3 separate regions of the Zea mays genome follow, and all the other regions are linked to region 3. A link is a contact called in public Hi-C data. All regions are on one chromosome and are shown on one strand. Each heading gives the region's core, a stretch centred on a gene start, on an enhancer-like site or on the middle of the called end of the contact. The rest is flanking DNA. Distances are from core to core; before and after follow the strand shown.

Region 1 (4,398 bases), core at 336-2,835, 180 kb before region 3:
GGACATTTCTTCCCCATCCCCGTTACCCGCGGGGATAAATCCCCATCGGGGATCCCCGTCCTCGCATAAATTATAATTAGATCGTACTTCATTTGTTATTAATGTAAAACATTTTCACTTATACACATTGTTAGATGTAAAAATCATTATGTGTACATTAAAATGAACGTATTTGTACAACTAGTGATCTCTTGGCAAGATAATTATTTATTTTTTATCATTAACTATTATATGAAAACATCGTCACATGTAAGTTTAACGGGTCCCCGCGGGGAACGGGGATGGGGAATGCTTCCCCATCCCCATCCCCGTTTACCCGTCGGGGGAGAAAATTTCCCCGTTTACATCCCCGTGGGGGAAGAAATTTCCCCATCCCTGTCCCCTAATAGAGGAATTCCCCGCGTGGAATCGGGGATCGGGTCCCCATTGCCATCTCTAGCCAGGATACGTCTCTCTCTCGCTCTTGCCCCGGCAATACGTCGCTCTTGCCCCGGCAATCTGTCAGCTTCGATTCGATCGATTCGAGCATTTTCGATACTTCTCTCACTTACTTTCCATTCGATTCAGCCACATATATAGCCTGTTTATTAATTATTGGAGTTTTTTTTGGTAAGGACGTGTTTGGTTTGATGTCTAACTTGCCACACTTTGCCTAACTTTTTTGACTAATGTTAGTTTTTTAATTCGAATGACTAAATTTAGCCAAAGTGTAGCACATTTAGCCACGAACCAAACAACCCCTAAGGCTTTGTTCGTTTCCGTCAGATTGCACCCGGAATCGTTCCAGCTAATCAAAGTTTATATAAATTAGAGAAGCAATCCGGTCAGGAATCGTTCCGACCCACCAATCCGACAGAAACGAACAAGGCGTGTTTCGGCTTCCGTCCTCAGCTCTCTATCGAACTTTAGAACACACCCACGCGCCAAAGCACACATGTACACAGATCAGACGAGACTCCTCACTCCTCATCAGTGCACGACTCTGCACGCTGCCTTGGACTAGTTTTTTAGTAACGAAAGTAACTCCACTAGTGTAGTGTTGACATCGTATGTGACTTGTGCGTATGTATATATGGGATCGACCTCTGCTTGCTCGGCAAGCGTGCTACGACGATGGTTTGCGACGCGCGCGTAGTACGTGCACAGGTTGGTGCGATTGAATACTATTTTAGGACGAGGTGATTACTATTTTAGGACATGGAGGACTTCATAAAGTTATCGTATTATAAATAGGTAAATAGTTTTTAGTGGAGCTTCTCGTATATTTGGCCATGTTAAAATCCACTCAACTACCATACCTGGCTAGCTGTTAGTGTCAGCATCAGAGAACTGATGCAGCGTAAGCGGTCCGTTAAAGGATTGACGGTCCTGCTCGGCTCCCCCGGGTGCATGTGTATTGGTCGATGGTTCGGCTGGCGCTGGCGCCTACGCCAACACAGCCTGGCAAAAAAACAACAGTTCGGCAGAACCAGAAACGCGCAACGTCCTAACATAACATTTTGGGTGCGCGCGATATTTTGCTTCGAGAGTTGGAGCCCTATATAAAGCGGATGAGCCAAACCCCGTCGCCGCTTGCACCGGATCCCTCCTCTCTTTCCCCGGCACCTGTCACGGGAGGAGGATGGACAAGAGCGGCGGCGAGGCGGCGGCGGCGGCAGCAGCAGCAGACGACGTCGAGCGGCGGGGGGGCGACTACGAGCAAGACGAGCACGAGCGGAGAGGTCTGTTCCCGCCCTGTCCCGGTGCATCCATGTACTCTTGTCCCCACGTTTCGCCGGTCCGTTGAACCCCTCTCCGGTCCCTTGCTCGTCGTCCCACTCCCAGGGACGGTGTGGACGGCGACGGCGCACATTGTGACGGCGGTGATCGGCTCCGGCGTGCTGGCGCTGGCCTGGAGCGTGGCGCAGCTGGGCTGGGTCGCGGGGCCCCTCGCGCTCGCCGGCTTCGCGTGCGTCACCTACTACACCTCCACGCTGCTCGCCGGCGCCTACCGCGCGCCGCACCCCGTCACCGGCCACAGGAACCGCACCTACATGGACGCCGTCAGATCGTACCTCAGTACGCCTACGCCTACGCGACGCACGGCTCCACGTCCGTCCGTCTCGTCTTAGCTAACTGACCGCGGTGCCCTGAACATGCGTACGTCGTCGCAGGTCCCAGGGAGGTGTTCATGTGCGGGGTCGCGCAGTACGTGAACCTGTGGGGCACCATGGTCGGGTACACCATCACGGCGACCATAAGCATGGCGTGAGTAACCAGATCCTATTTTCCTCCCAAGCCAGGACGCTCTAGCTCGTTCTCTGACATGTCCATGCGCCGCGCGCGCCAGCGCGATCAGGCAGGCCGACTGCCTCCGCCGGGACGGCGCCGGCGCCGGCGCGCGCTGCGACGCGCCAGGGACCGTGCTGATGCTGGCGTTCAGCGTGGTCCAGGTGGTGCTGTCCCAGTTCCCGGGCCTGGAGCACATCACCTGGCTGTCCGTCGTCGCGGCGGCCATGTCGTTCGCCTACTCCTTCGCCGGCCTCGGCCTCTCCGTAGGGCACTGGGTGTCTCGTGGCGGCGGCGGCCTCGGGGGCAGGGTTGCAGGTGCCGCCGCGGCATCCTCCACCAGGAAGCTCTGGAACGTGCTTCTCGCCCTGGGGAACATTGCCTTCGCCTACACTTTCGCTGAAGTATTGATCGAGATCCAGGTAAGTACGTACATAGCGCGAGCGTGCAACCAACCACTCTTGTTTGGCCAGCTGGTAACAACGTTCTTTGTCAGTAATGACCTGACCTGTTCTGGTTCTAGGATACACTCAAGTCACCACCACCGGAGAACAGGACGATGAAGAAGGCAGCAATGTACGGGATCGGAGCCACCACCATCTTCTACATCTCCGTCGGCTGCGCTGGGTACGCCGCGTTCGGTTCGAATGCTCCGGGCAACATCTTGGCGGCAGGCGGGCTGGGTCCCTTGTGGCTCGTCGACATTGCCAACATGTGCCTCATCCTCCACCTGATCGGTGCATACCAGGTGAGCAGCACGTCTCAGATCAGCTGGTGAGCTCAGATCAGCTCCGTAGCTTAAGCTAAAGCTAATAATTAATACCTGAACGGCAGCAGGTATACGCTCAGCCTGTCTTCGCTTCGGTTGAGAGGTGGGCCGCCTCACGGTGGCCAGAAGCCAAGTTCATGAGCAGCGCATACACCGTGTCCGTCAGCATCCCCCTCTTGCAGAGAGGATCGGTCACCGTCGCGCCGCACAAGCTCGTCCTGAGGACCGCCATAGTCGGCGCGACGACTGCGGTGGCGCTGGCGATACCCTTCTTCAACGCCGTGCTGGGGCTCCTCGGCGCGTTCAGCTTCTGGCCGCTCACGGTCTACTTCCCCATCAGCATGCACATCGCCCAGGGCAAGATCGCCAGGGGGACCAAGTGGTGGTGCCTTCTGCAGGCTCTGAGCATGGTTTGCTTGGTGATCTCGGTGGCCGTGGGTGTAGGCTCTGTCACTGACATTGTCGATAGCCTCAAGGCCTCTTCTAGCCCTTTCAAAATTGTAGGCTAACAGGTTACTGTAGTCATGTACAATGCTCTGAGCCGATCGTGCGTTGAGGTTTAAAAGAACTGTGGTGCGCGAATTCGCGTCAAATATCGAAACTTCTCGATTGTATTTTCAGAGAGTATTTATTGAATTTGATCAGTAAGCATCATTTTGCTTGTGTGAGGATGTCGCCATGTCCTGTTGCTAACCTAAGACCGTATGGATGTCTTGCCCTCATCCACAAACAATTGGTAGCAATGCACTAATCACACTGATGCACATGCTATACCTACAGAAACTTTCGGTGTACAAAACGTACTAAAGCTTTTACATATGGACAGACATTGCATAGGCTATACGTCCACATTATTTTTACCACCCTCTTTGGTCCGGTAGTGCACATGGACGGGCCTAAACATCTGAGAGGATGGGCTGTGTCGGCCGGCGTAGCCCGCTGAAGAAAACGTGGGCTGCTATCTGTTCGTTTCTTTTTCTTTTTTCTCGACGGGTGGGATACCATAACGTTAAGCCAGGCTTGGATTACATACAGTCCAGAACGAAATCAAACACCTCACAATGACAAGCACGGCACCAGTTGCACTTGCACCACCAGAGGCAGAGTCTATCGCGTGCTCGCTTGGTTCCAATCCAATTCCTTTCTATGTTTATCCCCTTTCCTCCGTGCCGACTGCCGAGGAGAGGAGACATGTGAGCCCCCATCCACATGCATGTGGTCTTCATCAGCTCGGGGGAAAAAAAGGCCTTTCCCCCTTTCGCGTTTCTCCTTTCTAGGTCGCGCTAGCTGCTATCCTATCATCACCTTCCCCTCCTCTCGATCCACGCTACTGGTTCCTTGCTCCTACTGCAGTGTCATGG
Region 2 (4,518 bases), core at 720-3,219, 250 kb before region 3:
CTGCCGCACTCACATCTGCTCATGAAAGCAAATGAGCACCTTCATGCACGCAGGGTCGCAAGGCTAGTCACTGACAAAAATTTTTAGGTTGGATCAAAGTTTCAAATACTCTAAAAATACCTTAAATATATTATGGTATCTATAAAACCGTCGTATTTAAAACAAACTTTTCTACAATATAGTCAAACACCTCTTGAACAAAAAATCCTATGGTATTAATACCTTGATTTTACCTTAAAACTCCAAGATAATTTTGCTTCTAAACACAGCTTGGCCCGAAATAAGGGAATCAACATGCGACGCAGCATCAGCGCTTGCGCGTGAGGCCGAGCCAGGTCGTGACGCTAGACCATTCGGCTTGTGTATATGCGCGTGACATCATTTTGTCCGCCATTTGTTTGTAAATTGAATTTGTACAAGCACATCGTGAAATTCGGATGGCAGGTGGCACATCGTGAAATTCGGCTTGTGTAAATTTGTACAAGCACATCATGAAATTCGGCTTGTGTAAATTAAATTTGATGTGTATTGTTTAATTGACATGAAATATCTTCTTTTGATACCTGGCGCTAGTTTTTACCCTACGAACTCATTTTATACCACAACAACTTTTGTCACATCTCTTTATCTATTCCATACCATGTTAACATTTAATGCTTTCAAATCTCATTGATATTAGTTATAAAGAACATCTCCAACGAGTTGCCTTAAAATGGTCCCTGAAAACTAAAATACTACATTACTTAAAATGTTTGGGCCGCTAAAAATAAACAGAGCTCCAATAGTTAAGCATTAAATCATATACTTTAAGGAAAAATTACATTATTATAAAATAAAAGGTTTGTGATGATGTAGAAAATAAGAATAGGGCAATAATGATGGTGCAGTATATTTAGATCACTCTATGGATTGCCATATATATATATTTTACATTATAAAATAAAGTATTGTCGAAGCTGTTTTTATATCAGGTTGAGAATTAAACCCACACCCGTACTCGTAAGTACAAACTCACTCACAAACATGCACCCTATAAGTTATTACACGCGAGTAAAATGTGTCCGTTGTCATCTCTAATTACACTCGTTAGGAATTTATTAGGACTCGACACCATTTTAAGGAGATCGTCTTTGCCTTTCCTTAGGTTTTTTTACCAATAAAGGATCCACCATCGACAAGAAGCATTAATTGAGCAAGACCACCAGACCAGTAAAGGAGATCATTTGTGTAGGCAATTAATGTGCTTAGTGCTAACTAGACCTGAAACACTTTGAGTGGCGTCAAGAGATGGGTGATCTCACGTTGATGCACCAAACTCCAAACGGCTCCCGTGCCGTGACATCTGCAACTTCAACCGAAGAACGTATATTTCCCTTCTCGGAAGCTCGACGTATTTATGCCTTCACCACCAAAAAGGCGGCCAATAAATACGTACAACATGATAATTGGGTGGTTTGATAGTTGAACCTTGCTTTTGCTTGGGCCATGACCATTCACAAAGTCGGTCTCTAAGAATGTTTGTTTTCAGATTTTAAGAAGGGAAACGGTGAACACATATTTGGTGGCGTCACCAATGGCTAGCTATTTCACTAACTAGATTCACTCTCTTTCCCGCGTGGATAGAAAATATAGAGAAAACGAGAATATATAGTGACAAACAAATAGATAGAAGATTTTATGTATTCCAAAAAACTAACTGTATTGTGTGTGAGGTCAAATAATAGTAGTGAGATAAAATATTATTTTTATTCTTCTTTCAGTTCCACATCAACTAGCTATTTGAGACAGCCATTACGGAGACCCCTAGGTCTATTGAGCCCTAGAATACATATGGGATTTCGTGAGTCAGATTTGGCAATACCCCTGCATTAAAAGAATGGTTGTACAGTGACAGTGAAAGGCAGGTCAGGTGCACCGCTCGCCACCTCTATATATAGCTGCAACGCACCAGCCCATCCATCCCAACTATCCCGATCCCGTCGACCCTGCCACATACAGCCTCGTTTGAGCTCTAGACTCGAGAGAGGCGGATAGGGAGAGGCAGCACCGCAGGGAGCAGTGACAGAGAGGCCGAGCGAGAGAGAGAGATGGACGTGGAGAGGAAGGTGGTGGAGGCGGACGACGACGGCCGCGTCAGAACAGGTAACAGTCGTCTGTGGACTCCGTACTTGCTTCCTCTAGCTTCTAGTCTTCTAGTCCTGCACACACATCTCGTTGAGTTAATTTGTAGCCTCTGATTTCTGGTCTGTGGTCTCCGTTGATTCACCATTTATCTGCCGTTGTCATCAACACCGTACCACCACCATGCTTTCCTACTCGCAGTCCGCCGTGTCCTTGTCCCGACGAGGCGTAGATTTCTCCATGCCTCAGAATGTTCCTATGGTGTGGTGGGGGGTAGCAAGGCCGTCAGCTCGTTGAGTAATTCGCCGCAGTTGCTCTACACGTCCATGGCGACATGAAGATGGAGTTGCTCTACTCTGGATAGGGTCGACGTGAGCTGGTGCTGGTGCTGATCGTCTTTCTCCGTTTCCACAGCTGGGGAGACGTGGGGGATTTCAGTTGCCAGCATATAGGAAGCATGCGCTTCTCGTCTTTTTAGACATCAGGCCCTTCCCGTTTCTCTCTTGCATTTCCGCCATCTTTACACCGCACCTTCTAGCTTTTGGTGCTAACTACTAGCAAGGTGAAGATGACGGTTGATGGAGCCACAAACACTTACATGCATAGTTCAAAATTTAATGAATCGAGTTCCCATTTAATAATAGCTCGTGCGCTAAGCCTGACACACGCACATCCATCATATAATTTTTGAAAATAAATACATAAATAAATTTTAACATACTCTCTTGATGTTTTCTGCAATGCTGCAAGGCTTGCAAGTAAGAAATGCTATTCAATTCAGAGTGGTTCCTATGTCACCGATTTAATTAGGAAGGCAATATTTAGTGTGCCATTGGTAAGGTTTTTAGGACCTGTTTTTGCTTCTCATAAACTAAAAGCCAACCCAAAGGATGTAAACCAGAAGCTATTGTTTTTCAGGAGCAGTTAATTTTGGGCAGTTCAATCTTAAAAGCACCTCACACTCTGCTTTTGTATTTTTGGCCTTCTGTTTTCGAAATGGTGAAAATAAAGAACTCTTTTACGGTTGTTTCAAAAAAAAACAGATATGATGTATCTTTAATACTTATCTGAACATAAATAGCTTATACCTTTTTCATAGACCATAAGATATACCAATTTTTTCATACCACACACACAATTTATATCAAGATTCCCAGAAGCCACAGCTCACCCAAAGCTAGGCATTCTTATACGGCACGCCAAACCTGAGGCGAACTTTTTTTTTCTTTTCGGAAAATAGAAATTACTTAGAAAAATGGAGTTATCAAACTAGCCATAAATGTATAAGTTTGAGGCTGCCTAAATTGAATATTAAGTATTTAATCGTTCACACTCCATCCAAACATTAATTATTTAATCATTCACAGTTTATCTAATTTAGGGAGGTAAAATCGAATATTAGTATAGGGTGAATGGATCTATTCCAACGTGGATAAACACCCGGATGAAACAAAGCCAACTTTGCTTATGATGATCAGCAAACGTCTTAGGCGAGGATTTCCTTCACCCGCATATGCTTTTGCACGCGTCACTCGTCGAGATTTAACGTCTCTTGAGCGTATCGATTTCCTTCGAAACAGCATCCGTGAAATTGAAGAGAAATACAATGTACATGTACCTTTGCAGTTTGCACCATTAATCCATTATCTAAAAACAGACACCTTTGCATATAGCACAACTGAATAAAGCTAGCATAACTGAATGAAGCTATAGCTAGTGATCAGCACCTGAATATGTGACATAGATAGAGTGAAAAAGCTTCTTTTGCCACACCTTCATCAAGCTAGGAAGAGCCTAAGCGGCATAGTATCGATGCAGGAACTAGGTCCTCCTCCCCAGTTGCTTGCAGCAACAACTGGGCTACTCGAAAGACACATAATGCCAGTGGTGACTTGGCAGCCACTACCTTTAACATACAAAGAAACAAGAGTGTATATAGTGACAACTTTCTACTCCTGAACAGCTCCAGCTGTCCAATACTAGTCCTCCAGAATTATATTCAGGCGTAGTTGCGTTGCGTGTGAGATCATGCGCCATTAGATGTCTGTTGCAATTATTCTCCTATAGATTTATAGGAATCCCGAAAAGGGTGGAGAGTATTATTCACCTCGAATCGGTAATAGTCTATCAGAAAGTGTTCAGTGTGGGCCAATAGTGGTTTGTATATGAATGGATGGCTGCAAGCTATGCTCTCTCCACTTCCCCATAATTCTAGACTACTAGAGGTCTTTTTCATGGCACCAAAATAGTACATAACTAACTGCATATGGGGTGCACAGTTGTGGACTTGTGGCCCTGAAGAAGGCATCTGTGAGTGTGAGTGGACAGTTGAGCAGTCCTGAACACTGGCTGACTGGTGAAGTGCAAGGATATGTATGGATGGGACTGTTGTTGAGA
Region 3 (4,173 bases), core at 1,280-3,779:
GACTGCATAACAGCTTGTCCATTCAGTTCTTCAGCTGCTCGCAACTTCTCTTTTGTTTTCTTTAGTTCAGTTTGTATTGTTTCTATTGTCTGTTTGGCTTCACTGTCGATTCCAAGAGTATTTACCATGCACCGTACTTTTGTGCTTAAGGCAGAGTAATCTCCATGACATAATTATCAAATATGACAAAAACTTTGAATCTAGCAAAAGCATGGCACATAGAAGAAATGATGCAAGTTAAATTAACTGTTTTCACAAAGTATGTACCAATAACTGTGCACTCGGCTAACTCTATTTAAAGATGCATGATTTTTTCTCAAAAATGCAGGAGAGTTGTTTATAATTAGATTAAGAAGGAAAAGGAAGGTCTAAAATAGACCATGTACTAGGTGCCTATACAGGCAACCAAAAAAGGGGAAAATGGGATGATAAAAAACAAAACAAAACAAATAGATGTTAGAGATCACCAAGCCAAAACTAAGGCCACAATCTTCTAAGGGCAGTTGCCCCAGCTAGACCCCATAACTTAGCCTCTTCTTGTATAGACAGCATGATTGTGTTGATGTTTGGGGAAGCTTCATTAAACACATCATCATTCATGTGCTTCCAAATCTGCCAAGCTACCGAACTCACAATGGAATTAAAGCCTTTGTTCTTTGATTTAGGCACTCTAATCTCAACCTCTCCCCACCATTCTTGGAACACCACAACATCTTACCTGGGAGCCAGATGTTGGGTGTGTTTGGTTTGGCTTTTGGCTTTGGCTTTTGCCCCCTAAAAGCCAAAAGTCAAACCAAAGGGCTGAATCTGGAAAGCAGCTTTTTCTAAAAGCCGACTTTCTTGTAGTGTAAAACTGAAAGCACCTCTGGACCTGCTTTTGGCAGCTTTTAGGTGGAACTGTGAAAATATATATGAAAGAATTCTTAGCGACTTTTAGTGGTTTCCACCAAACGGTTTTTAGCTTTTTAGCAGTTTACAGCTCACAACAGCTTTTTTCACAGCTCACAGCCCACAACAGCTTTTTTCACAACCAAAGCCCAACCAAACAGACCCGTTGTAGCCCCACCCTGCTCAAGATTCTGAACCAAATGTCCATTGCAAAGACACAAGACACTAAGATGTGTTGAATTGTCTCATCATGCTAGTCACAGAGGGGGCATCTTTCTGGGTGGTCCATTCCTCGACGTGCTAGTCGATTACTTGTCCAACACCGATTTAGTGAGGCCAGCCATATGAAGAATTTACGTGGAGGTGCTAAAGTCTTCCATATTCTTTTAGCCGACTCAAAATTTGTTACACCGACTAGGAAGCGATCATATGCAGATTTTGCAGAATATATTCCCGAAAAAGTAGGTAGCCAGTGGTGTTGATCAGCAACAACCAACATAAGTTGTATTCCTTGGGTTAAATCCCAGACCAGGAAGAACTCAAAAAGAACATGTGGCGGCTATTAGATGCTTAAGTAGCTCATTAGATGCTTATATAATTTAGGTACCTAGATTATGATAATCCATAAGCAGGTCATTAGATGCTCATATAATCTATAAGCTGGATTATATAAACTTAGAAGAAAATAAACATAGTCTAAGGCTATCCCAACAGATCTCCTATCACATATTTACATCTCTATTTCAAATCTCACTATACAAACAATACTATTTGCTGGGGCCTTCGTCTTTCGAAGGTCCTCAAAAACACGATTAACAATATTTCCCAAGTGTAATGTTTGAACAGGAACCTTCGAACTCGGAATGAAGCTGTACACAATATGATAAGCATGATTGGGACGAAGGTCAAACCAGCTAAGAAGTTACACGCAAGGAAGCTTCGGCTCAGTAGCAGAAAAAAGAACCGACTTAAAGAGGAAAAAGCTATCTAGTTCTTGATAGATTGTCCTTAAGTCAATAGTAAAAATGAAGGGCATGAATGTAATTTTACACAAGCTGCGTCTTGTGCCTATAAATAGATGAACAGTACCCCGTACTATTTACGCTGACTTGTATTCACTCGTGCGTCACGCTTGGACTTTTGCCTTCTGTCAAACCGAAAGTACAACTGTAATTCAATATTGCTCTTGTTCATTCATGATGATGTAATAAAAATATACTGATAATGAGATATGATTATTCATCATGTCTCTCACATCTCATATGCTTCTTCTTTCATTAACATATACTGTGATGATGAATGCACTTTCTTCACGACCTTCGTCTGAAGGTCATTATATCCTAAGGAAGATAATGCTTCGAAGGACGAAGGACATGAACCTTTAACATTTTGTGTTGTCTTGTTCTTAACTCATAGCATTTGAGAACAAGTTCCCAATATTATTTATAATGCAGATCTTCTATTTTACATGGTTCACCGAAAACAACTTAGGCTTTATTTAGGTACTCTATTATTCACCTTAATCTATATTTATTGAGATGAATTTTAGGTGTAAATTTAACTAATTTACAGTCTAATCCACTTAATACAATGTACTAAAGTAACCAAACAAGACAATTCTAGAATAGCTGAACAAGAGTTAAGCAGGTTCAAAAACTGAACTAAACCCACCGAAAAACCCTCCGTTTCCCCGAGGGCTCAGTTCGCACGCTTCCCAACATGGCTCTCGGTGCCCTAGCCCGCCTCCTCCGCCTTGCGCCCACCCCTCGCCTCGCGCGCCCCTTCGCTGCAAAGGTCCGTGCGTCTCGGCCGCAGGAACCGGAGCTTCCGTCGGAGGACGACAACGACTTCGCCGGCGGCGAGCTCACCGCCCCCACCGAGGGCATCGGCAAGCCGCTCGCCGAGGTGCTCAAAGAGCTCGGGAAGAGGGTTCCGGACTCCCTTGTCAAGACCCGCGTCGAGAATAATGGCTTCGCTATCAAGTACATCCCATGGTAAGTCACCCGTTCGGTAGCGAATTAGCGATCACCCATGGAACAGTTCGGACACTTGTGTTCATTTAACTAGATTACGGGGTGTTTCGTTTCACTTATAACCTGCTTATGGATGAAAATAAGCGAGAATCTCACTAAATGCCTAGATTATCATAAAATCGACAGTTCATAGTTGAACTAGTAAGCGAGAATCAAATATGGTGAAAATAATTGCGTTTCCTAGAATCTAAGCGTGCTGGAGAGAAGCAAAACCAAACAGGACATACGTATTGCAGATTTATGTGGAAGTATGATCTTACATCTGAGTAAGATCCTGGTCCATGAGTGGGATTATAAGGTGTCTTGGTTAGTTGGTTTTAATAATCAGAATATTTTTAGGAGAGAGAGTCGATGGATAGGTTATTCAAAAAATGAGCACGTTATATATGTATTAAGCAGTTATCCAAAAGCTTTCATAGGCCTGGAGCAGTGATGAGAGCCGTGTCACAAAAACCGAATTACCGGGTCACAGATTCGAAGCGAACTATCTACATATAAACAGTGGCATCCCGGAGGGATGTCTTACCTACCCTCTAGTTATTTATAAATACTGGCATCCAGGAGGGACTGATCTCGGGTAGACGCTTAGGCATGGGCCCCTTCCACTACGGTCATTCATCCTGAAATAATAACTGTAATGATCTATGAACCCTTTGTAACAATAGTAGTGGTTTCCAGCTGGGATAACATACGTTATCCGTTAGTGCTAGCCAACTATTTCTGATATGCGTTAGTGCTATCCAACTATTTCTGATAATCGGTAAGACCTACCGGGAGAGGTTCAAATATCCTCTTTTAGATGCGTGGCCATGGAATTACAACCTCTATGATTGGCGCAAGGTTCGCCATTCTTGCCGATTGCTAGCTTAGGAGGAGCCATTAGAACCCATCCACAATCACTCCCCTGGGGATAACAGCTAATTTCATCGAGAGATCCATGAACACATTTTCTAGCAAGATCTGGTTAAAGACTTTAGTTACAAAGGACAAGAAGGCACAGATTGTGGTTGATCTTCTGACGAGAGGAAATCTGGATAAATGTTTGTCTTGGTTTATCCGTTCTCTAGACCCCACTCATGTGGAATTAGGTCTGTCCATTGGTTCATACCTTCAGCGCTGTTATGCGTTCCCAAAGATGGAATTGTTGATTTGTTAACCTCTGATTGATCAAGGAAGATTCACTCAATAAACAACAGATATTGATTTCCCATCAAATGAGTAAACAGTGCTGCGACCTCACCCGACCACTCTA

Evidence for each region. Hi-C and Micro-C count contacts between places; a contact is called where the count stands out from the background.
Region 1: a contact with region 3 is called in a Hi-C map of tassel, with 2.3 times the contacts expected there. The contact joins the promoter of LOC100383984 here to the promoter of LOC100283612 in region 3. A contact is called at or near these places in 5 of 25 Hi-C or Micro-C datasets (ear, leaf, root tip and 1 more).
Region 2: a contact with region 3 is called in a Hi-C map of ear, with 2.0 times the contacts expected there. The contact joins the promoter of LOC100383250 here to the promoter of LOC100283612 in region 3. A contact is called at or near these places in 4 of 25 Hi-C or Micro-C datasets (ear, leaf, leaf mesophyll and 1 more).

Annotation. Positions count from the first base shown.
Region 1 is chr8:171,821,652-171,826,049 of Zm-B73-REFERENCE-NAM-5.0, forward strand. It overlaps LOC100383984 (Amino acid permease 6), which reads left to right and starts at 1,586. Exons shown (of 5, transcript NM_001176597.1): 1 at 1,586-1,721; 2 at 1,825-2,247; 3 at 2,330-2,690; 4 at 2,792-3,016; 5 at 3,103-3,635. The coding sequence starts at 2,171. The coding sequence ends at 3,546.
Region 2 is chr8:171,754,832-171,759,349 of Zm-B73-REFERENCE-NAM-5.0, forward strand. It overlaps LOC100383250 (Amino acid permease 6), which reads left to right and starts at 1,970. Exons shown (of 6, transcript NM_001175911.1): 1 at 1,970-2,142. The coding sequence starts at 2,088.
Region 3 is chr8:172,004,028-172,008,200 of Zm-B73-REFERENCE-NAM-5.0, forward strand. It overlaps LOC100283612, which reads left to right and starts at 2,530. Exons shown (of 2, transcript NM_001412563.1): 1 at 2,530-2,882. The coding sequence starts at 2,608.